Linked DNA regions of Sus scrofa: regions 1 and 2 are each linked to region 3. The links are chromatin contacts, called in public HiChIP or PLAC-seq maps. All regions are on one chromosome and are shown on one strand. The core of a region is the stretch at or near the end of the contact, and the rest is flanking DNA. Distances in the headings are between cores, read along the strand shown.

The links. HiChIP or PLAC-seq counts read pairs in DNA pulled down with a chosen protein or histone mark.
Region 1: an H3K27ac HiChIP or PLAC-seq map of alveolar macrophages shows a contact between it and region 3. The contact joins two enhancer-like sites. A contact is called at or near these places in 2 of 2 datasets of contacts at active chromatin or transcription factors (alveolar macrophages and skeletal muscle).
Region 2: an H3K27ac HiChIP or PLAC-seq map of alveolar macrophages shows a contact between it and region 3. The contact joins two enhancer-like sites. A contact is called at or near these places in 2 of 2 datasets of contacts at active chromatin or transcription factors (alveolar macrophages and skeletal muscle).

What each region holds. Positions count from the first base shown.
Region 1 is chr15:64,783,147-64,785,846 of Sscrofa11.1, forward strand. It overlaps ACVR1 (activin receptor type-1), which reads right to left. Exons shown (of 11, transcript XM_001927798.7): 7 at 445-591. Among named protein-coding and RNA genes, the nearest start is that of ACVR1, 110 kb to the right of the region's middle. Within about 2 kb of position 1,350, at least 2 of the 83 cell types and tissues checked have an H3K27ac peak or open chromatin away from gene starts, as enhancers often do. A contact at or near this core is called in alveolar macrophages, where this site is marked.
Region 2 is chr15:64,742,985-64,745,684 of Sscrofa11.1, forward strand. The region is part of intron 1 of LOC102166560 (a long non-coding RNA gene); the gene reads left to right. Among named protein-coding and RNA genes, the nearest start is that of ACVR1, 150 kb to the right of the region's middle. Within about 2 kb of position 1,432, at least 4 of the 83 cell types and tissues checked have an H3K27ac peak or open chromatin away from gene starts, as enhancers often do. A contact at or near this core is called in alveolar macrophages, where this site is marked.
Region 3 is chr15:64,359,298-64,361,997 of Sscrofa11.1, forward strand. It overlaps CYTIP (cytohesin-interacting protein), which reads right to left. Exons shown (of 9, transcript XM_021074749.1): 8 at 1-33. Among named protein-coding and RNA genes, the nearest start is that of CYTIP, 61 kb to the right of the region's middle. Within about 2 kb of position 1,309, at least 26 of the 83 cell types and tissues checked have an H3K27ac peak or open chromatin away from gene starts, as enhancers often do. A contact at or near this core is called in alveolar macrophages, where this site is marked.

The sequences.
Region 1 (2,700 bases), core at 100-2,599, 420 kb after region 3:
ATGCCTTGTTTGAAGGAATGTGCATTTAATTATGATGTCCCTGGGAGCTATGAATCTCTAGGAAATCGTCCAAAGATCTTTCTTGGTTTGATTCAAGTAATAAATATTCAAAAAGGGTGGGGTAAGCAGAACGACGGAGGAAGCCTTGAAGTGAACAATATGGGGCAAATTTTTGTTATTTAAATAACAACCTGCAGAATAAAACTTAGCAATAACAATTTCCCTTTCACCATCCAAAGAAATCTTCAAACTTAGCTTCTTTGCAGATTTAAACAAGAAATTCCTGTGAGAAGAAAATTACACCGCATATAAACGTAGATGGTCCCTATGTCACTGTTCAGGAGAGACTTGCAAATTCACATACATCAAATCAGAGGGCAGAGACAGGCAATTATTTCTTTCTAGAAAAAAAAAAATTAATGAGGGGATTATTTTTACACTTACCCAAAATGTTTTCATGCCTCAGCATCACAGTGTTGTACAGCTCTGTTTCCCTGAACCATGACTTCTCATCCCGGGAGGAGAAGATCTTCACAGCCACATTCTCCCCTTGCCAACTGCCCCTCCACACCTCACCATACCTGCCCTTCCCTGTGGAAAGCAACACAGAGGTGACACTGCACAGGAGGACAAGACAGGTAGCCAACAAACTTCGTCCCTGCAACCCTTAACCCCTGCCCTGGAAAAACAACGTGGGGCAATAAACACCACAACCTTTTGCCTATAAAGATGTCCAAAAAAAAGGTGGAAGCTGCCACCCCATCGTGATGTCAAATTAAACGCTCTCAGAACCTGCATTTGTACAATTAGCTGCTAATTACCAAGTTTACATTTATATTCCTCTATTAAAAGGTACAAAACACACGTGGTCTACAAAAGTGCATGGAAGTTAGTAAAACTTAGAAAATGGTACAAATTATTGACTTGAATGTTGATGAAAGCCAAAAAGCATATATGTGGCTATAGTAAATAGCTTACTTGATTCCTTCCCTTCTTAAAGGATCAACATGGGCATTCTCAAAGTCAAAGTTTGCGAATTTACACATGCATTTATATTTTTCATGAAGGAAACTGTTAACTTTGAGATCTGTGTTCTAAAGGATTAAAACAAAAAAATCACACATACACCAATGCTGTGTGGGAGATCAACCGGCAGCCACTGCCATCCATAAAGGATTTCTTGGGGATATATTTCAAAAGAGGATTTGCAAAATCTTAAACACGTCATCCCAGAACAGTCTGGATTTCTGACATTGGTCATGGGGTTTGCTTGTTGAGACAGTCCCTGTGATGCCACAAGTGGGCAACACTGAAAAGGCCACTCAGAGAAAACATTTTCAAAGCACAGTGACTAGTTGTGATCTGATCCTCGAAGTGTGTGCCCCTCCTGCAGCCACAGTACAACTGTCAGCTTGTCAGCTACACACTCCAGCTTCCATTCTTCTCCTTAATTACAGGCAGGGGTGATTGGGAGGTTGGGAGAAGGAGGTAATTACCACGAGACTATGGGGATCAACATGGGGTATAATCAGGGGTAAAGACAGGCACGGCTCCTAGAAGACGACGCAGCAGATGTGACTTGCAGGGCAGTGGGGCTTTCTCCCAAGGCAAGTGGCTGCTGCTGAGAATCCCGGCTTGTAATAAGCAGCTGTGGCACCACCTGCATATCCAGGAATACAGCTCTTTGCTGAAAAACTCAGCCACTGAGAACCCAAACATGGGGAGAGAAAGCATGTCTGTCCAGGTCATTATGTCCTGAAACATAATCAGAACTGCTCAATCTAGATTCCCTTATGATAAACAATGTCCCTATTAAATTCCAATGACTGATCCAAAAGTTTGTGAAATGAGGCTTGTAGTGGTCTTTGCAGGCCACGGTCAAGCCACAGAAATAGTATTAGGGCAGGATTAATTTTAATAAAGTCACAGCAACTGCCCAGCATTTCTAGTTTAAGATAAAGGCTACTGCTAACATCTATAAAATTGGCCACTATAAAATTGTATGTTATTTTTTTTTTCCCTGCCTTGGGTTCCATTCTGTATCTTTATTTGCTCTTTGTCCTAATATTCTCATTAGGAAGGAGAGAAAAATTTCTCAGAGCATTGTGGCTATCAGTATAAAATTGCCTTAAATTATTTTTTTTTTAAAGAACACAGATAGATGTCAACTTAAGTAGATAGAATTAAAACAGAAACCTACTGCAGTGGTTTTCAAAAGCTTTTAAGTTGTCAAGTACCTTCTGCAAATGCAGACTTATGCAGAAGTCCCTAAAACCAGAAGCAGAGCTACCCAGAAATCCTGGTCATGGACCCAAAAGGGCACCTGAAATATGGAGGTCCATTGATCACCATCTGGAACAACTGATCCAATCCAGCTTCCCATGTTTTTGAACCACAAATGAGAACATACTATCCAAACAGTTCATTACAAACATTTTTATTCAAGGCCGTATGAATGAACACTAACTAAAAGCTACTGAAAAGGCATGGCTTTTATCAGTCTTTAGCACTACGCCAACAAATGCTATAATTGAATTTACACTATTTCCAAAAACCTGTCGAAGAACATCTCAACAACCGGAAACAGTGTCTATTTTTAAAGGTGAAGTATTATTGTGCCCTTTGGACTCTGGGGTCAGCTCTGAGGATGGATTTTGAGGGCTGCTGTTCTGTGAATGGGAACAGCCATAGGACAGGAGG
Region 2 (2,700 bases), core at 182-2,681, 380 kb after region 3:
ATGTTTTTTCTTTTTGTTGTCTGATTATTGTGGCTAAGATGTCCAATACTATGTTAAATAGGAGTGGAGGGAGTAGGTGTCTTTTTCTTCTTCCTGACTTTAATGGAAGGGCTTTTAGCTTTTTACCATTTAGTATTATATTGGCTGTGGATCTGTCATGAATGGCTTTTAATATGTTAAGATATGCTCCCTCTGTACTCATATTAGTGAGAGTTTTTATCATAAATGGATGTAGAATTTTATCAAATGCTTTTTCCACAGCTATTGAAATGATCATGTAGTTTTTGTCTTTCACGTTGTTAATGTGCTGTAAAACATTGATTTATATATGTGGAACCATCCTCGAAAACCTGGAATGAATCCAACTTGGTCTTGGTGTATGATCTTTTTCTCTGTATTGTTGGATTTTGTTAACTTTTCATTGTGGGTTTGTGTATCTATATTTATCAAAGATAGTGGCCTGTAAGTTTTTTTGTAGTATCTTTGGTTTTGATATCAGGGTAATCATAGCCACTTAGAATGAATTTTTGGGTGTTCCCTCTTGGTCAGTTTTTGGAATAGTTTCAGAAGGATAGGTGTAAGTTCCTCTTTGTATATTTGGTAGAATTTCCCACTGAAGCTGTCCATTCCAGGACTTTTGTTTGCAGGGAGTTTTTATTATTATTATTACTACATTAACTTCTAGTGAAGAGTCTGTGCAGATAATTTTTTTTTTTTTTTGTCTTTTTGCTATTTCTTTGGGCCACTCCCATGGCATATGGAGGTTCCCAGGCTAGGGGTCTAATCGGAGCTGTAGCCACTGGCCTACGCCAGAGCCACAGCAACGCGGGATCCGAGCCGTGTCTGCAACCTACACCACAGCTCACGGCAATGCCGGATCGTTAACCCACTGAGCAAGGGCAGGGACCGAACCCACAACCTCATGGTTCCTAGTCGGATTCGTTAACCACTGTGCTACGACGGGAACTCCCGTGCAATTATCTTGACTTAGTTTTGGCAGGCTATGTTTCTAGAAACATATTCATTTATTCTGGATGGTCCAATTAGTTGATGTATAATTGTTTATAATGTTATCATATTTTTGTATTTCTGTGGTACTAGGTGTTATTTCTCCTCTTGCATTTCTCATTTTTGCCCTCTTTCTTCTTGGTGAGCATGTTGATTTGTTTTTTTTAATCTTTTAAAGAAACAGAACTTGGCTTTGTTGATCATTTCTCTCTTGCTTTTTTTTTTAATCTCTATTTCACTTATTTCCTCTCTGATCTTTATTATTTTCTTCCTTCTGCTGACTTTGGGTTATGTTTTTTCTTCTTTTTCTAATTCTTTTAGGTGGTAGGTTAAGTTTATTTTTTTGTTGTTTTTGCTTTTGTTTCCCTTTTTGGCTGTACTCACAGCATGTGGAAGTTTCAGGGCCAAGAATCACTGTGCCACAGGAGTGACTCAAGCAGCAGCATTTGCATGCTGGACCTTTAACCTTCTGAGTCACAGGAGAACTCCTGACTAGGTTCCTTTTTTTTTTTTTTTTTTTTTGAGATATATTATTTCATGAGGAATGGCTTATATCACTCTGAACATCCCTCTTAGATCTGCTTTTGTAGCATCCCCACATATTGTAAGTTTCTGTTTTCACTTTCATTTGTCTCTAGGTATTTTCTGACTTGTTCTGATTTCATCATTGACCTGCTGGTTTTTTAGTAGCATGTTGTTTAGTCTCTATGTGTTTGTTCTTTTCCCATTTTTCTCTCTGTGGTTGATTTCTAGTTTCATGCCATTGTGGTCAAAAAAGATACTTGAAATAATTTTTTGTCCTCTTAAATTTGTTGAAGCATGCTTTGTGACCTAATTTGTGGTCTGTCCTAGAGAAGATTCCATGCATGCTTGAGAAGAGTGTATATTCTGTTTTTTCTTGGATTATGTATACTGTACATGTAAATTAAATCTAACTGGTGTATTTGTCATTTAGGACCTCCTTTGCCTTCTTGATTTTCTGTCCAGATTATCTGTCCATTGATATCAGTAGGGTTTTAAAGTCTCCTAGTATTACTTTTGTCAATTCTTACCTTTATGTCTGGTAGTATTTTATGTATTTAGGTACTCCTATATTGGATGAGTATGTTAATAAATATAATATCCTTTTCTTGTATTGATTCCTTTATTAAAATATCTTTTTTGCCTTCTTTATGTCCTTTAAGTCTATTTTGTCTGATATAAGTATTGCTTGCCCCCTTTCTTGTCATATGCATTTGCATGAAGTATCTTTTTCCATCCCCTCCCTTTCAATCTGTGTCTTTCACCCTAATGTGAGTCTCTAGTAGGCAACATAAAGATTTGTTTTCTTTTATCCAATCCGCTCCTCTTTTAATTGTAGCATTTAGTCCATTAACATTTGAAGTGATTATTGATAACTATTGTTATTTTAATCTTGTTTTATAGTTGTTTCATAGTTTATTCATTTCTTGTTTTTCTTTGTGCAATTTGATTATTTTTCCCTTGTAGTATGCTAGAGTTTCCATGAATCTATTATGTTTTTGATTTGTGATTGCCATGGATTTCAAGTCTTTTGACTCATGTCCATATGGATTTGCTTTAAACTGAGTCATTCAAGTTCAGATGCATTGTAAAAGATCTATGTTTTTCACTTTTACAGAATTTTTTTATTTTTTAATCTCTGTACCGTCAAGCCTCACTCCTTTTATTTAT
Region 3 (2,700 bases), core at 59-2,558:
TCTGAACTCCACCCATTTTTTCTTCAAGGTTTGCTGAGAAAGGAGAAAAAAAAAGTACTAATTATTAGGAAACCCCAGCAAGTATAGCAATTTATTTCTGGGTGTTGCGATTTGTCATTATTTTTTTTTTTCATTTCTTTCTAGCATTAACAAATCCCTCCCATTTATTTAAAGGATTTATATATATATATAAAGGGGAATATTTGAAATGCTAATTTCTCATGAAATAATCTAGTAGCACCAACAAGTTGAAGCAATTACATCATTTTAATAGAAATAGCAGGTAGTAAAAGACCATGACATTTATATATTCTTTATTTAAAAATATTATAGCATCAGGTTTGTTCTTGGGTTTGTGTCCATTTACTAACTGTTTTGCTAAGGCCTCACACTCTAGGCTTCTCCCATCTCTAAGATGAGAACAGAAGAATCTAAACCCCAGGACAGTCATGAGGATTAAATGCATTAGCAGATATAAAATGGTTAGAATGTTGGAACAGAGACTAGAGCTCAGTAAATGTTCAAAAAATACCATCACCATTTTGAATGGATAAAGAAGATGTGGTATATATACACAATGAAATGTTACTCAGCCATAAAAAAGAATGAAATAACGCCATTTGCAGCAACATGGACGGACCTAAAGATTATCATACTAAGTCAATCAGACAGAAAAAGACAAATACCATATGACATCACTTATGTGCAGAATCTAAAAAATGGTACAAATGAACTTATTTATAAAACAGAAAAAGACTCACAGCCATAGAAAACAAACTTACAGTTACCAAAGGGGAAGGCAGGGGGGATAAATGAGGAGTTTGGGATTAGCAGATACAAACTACTATATATAAAATAATAAACAACCAGGACCTACTGTATAACACAAAGAACTATATTTTATTAAATATAACCTATAATGGAAAAGAATTTTAAAAAGAATCTATATCTATCCACCTACCTTTCTATGCATCTACATGTATATGTATAACTGAATCACTTTGCTGTGTACCAGAAACTAACACAACCTTGTAAATCAACTATACTTCAATTGAAAAAAACAAAGAAACAAACTACCATCATCATTCTATAAGTCTGGGGCACCAAAACAGTCTATTGTGCTTGGTATCTATTCATTCTATACCCAAAGGGGAAGACACAATGACCAGCTCTAAAAGGCTTCCTTGGAGAGCTAAACTTAGAACGTTGTGAGCACCCTGACTTCTGAACTGCTTCCTTCCTCAGCTGCCTCATGTGTGAGAGCAGTGGCCCAGGATACAACTATAATATAAGGCCCAGGGCACAAATGTCATGTGAGGGCAACTGCTGTAATGGTCACAACAGCATGTGAGGCCTGGCCTGGCACACAGACAGACCAGCCACGTCGATGGGAATCGAAAGCAAGCCAGGAAGAAGGCAGCTGACCCGGCACAAAGGCTCCTTCTCCCTCCCACCCCTTGTTCAAGACTCTACCCCTTCCTTTGCCATTTCAGGTCCCCACAGTGAACCGGCAGGCAGGCAGAGCTCAGATTTGCCTGTGGACACTTATCCCAAAGGAAAGGCAGCCTCGTTGGAGACAAGCAGTCCTTTGTACAAAGCAAACTGGTAGGGGCAGATGAAGGCTAAAATGAAAAAGAAAAAAAAAGTACATTTGGAAGAGGAAGATGAAGGAAAGAAAGTATTACAAAGACTGTCATTAGGAATTCCCGTTGTGGCGTGGTGGAAAGGAATACGACTAGGTACCGTAAGGATGCATGTTCGATCCCTGGCCTCACTCAGTGGGTTAAGGATCAGGCAGTGTTGTGAGCTGTGGTATAGGTCATAGACGTAGCTTGGATCCTGTGTTGCTGTGGCTGTGGTGTAGGCTAGCCTACAGCTCCAATTTGACCCCTAGCCTGGGAACCTCCATATGCCCCAGATGTAGCCCTAAAAAGCAAAATAAATAAATAAATAATGTCATAAAATGGCTGAAATGGCTGGTTCCTCAGTTCAGGGATTGAATAATCACCCGGTCAGATTTTCTAAGCCTTGATAACAGTAACAGCAGCAATCCTGATGCTTGTCAATATAATATGCAATCAATAAATCAAAGCAATACCTGGCTATTAATATCTCACTCTTTCTATATTATAATAAGTCTACCTGAGTATCAGATTGTTGGGCTACCTTATTCACAGCTCTTGTTACCTATGTAAATCAGTGGTTTTATGAAGGTCTGAGTTAGGAAACCAGGAAGTGCAGAACTAGCAAGGATCTGGCATAGACACCAAGCCCTTTTTTTTTTTTTCTGAAGAGGTTTATCTCTTTTAAGAAAATAGAGTCCAGTTGGGGAGCATAAGGATAGATCGACAGTCAAAACTAAATATAGAGAGAAGAAGAAGTTGTATTTCTGCACTTACTTTCCAGAAATATGAAGTCAGGCCTTGCCAAATAGTTTTTGTGAAAATAAAAGTTTTAAAATATCTAATCTGTTGATTTGGCCCAGTCATCTAAGTACGTCGTCACTTAAACTAAGAAAATACCAGGGTAAAGAGCAGATGTGTCAGAGTGACTAAGAGCTTCCCTATTTTCCTCAGAGTCTGTTTCTGCCTATTATTAACATCAAAGCTGTGTATTTGGGCAAATCTAACCTCTTACTATTAGAAGAAGATAAAGCAGATGAGATCTAAACATACTGGACCACATTACTTCACTGTGCCT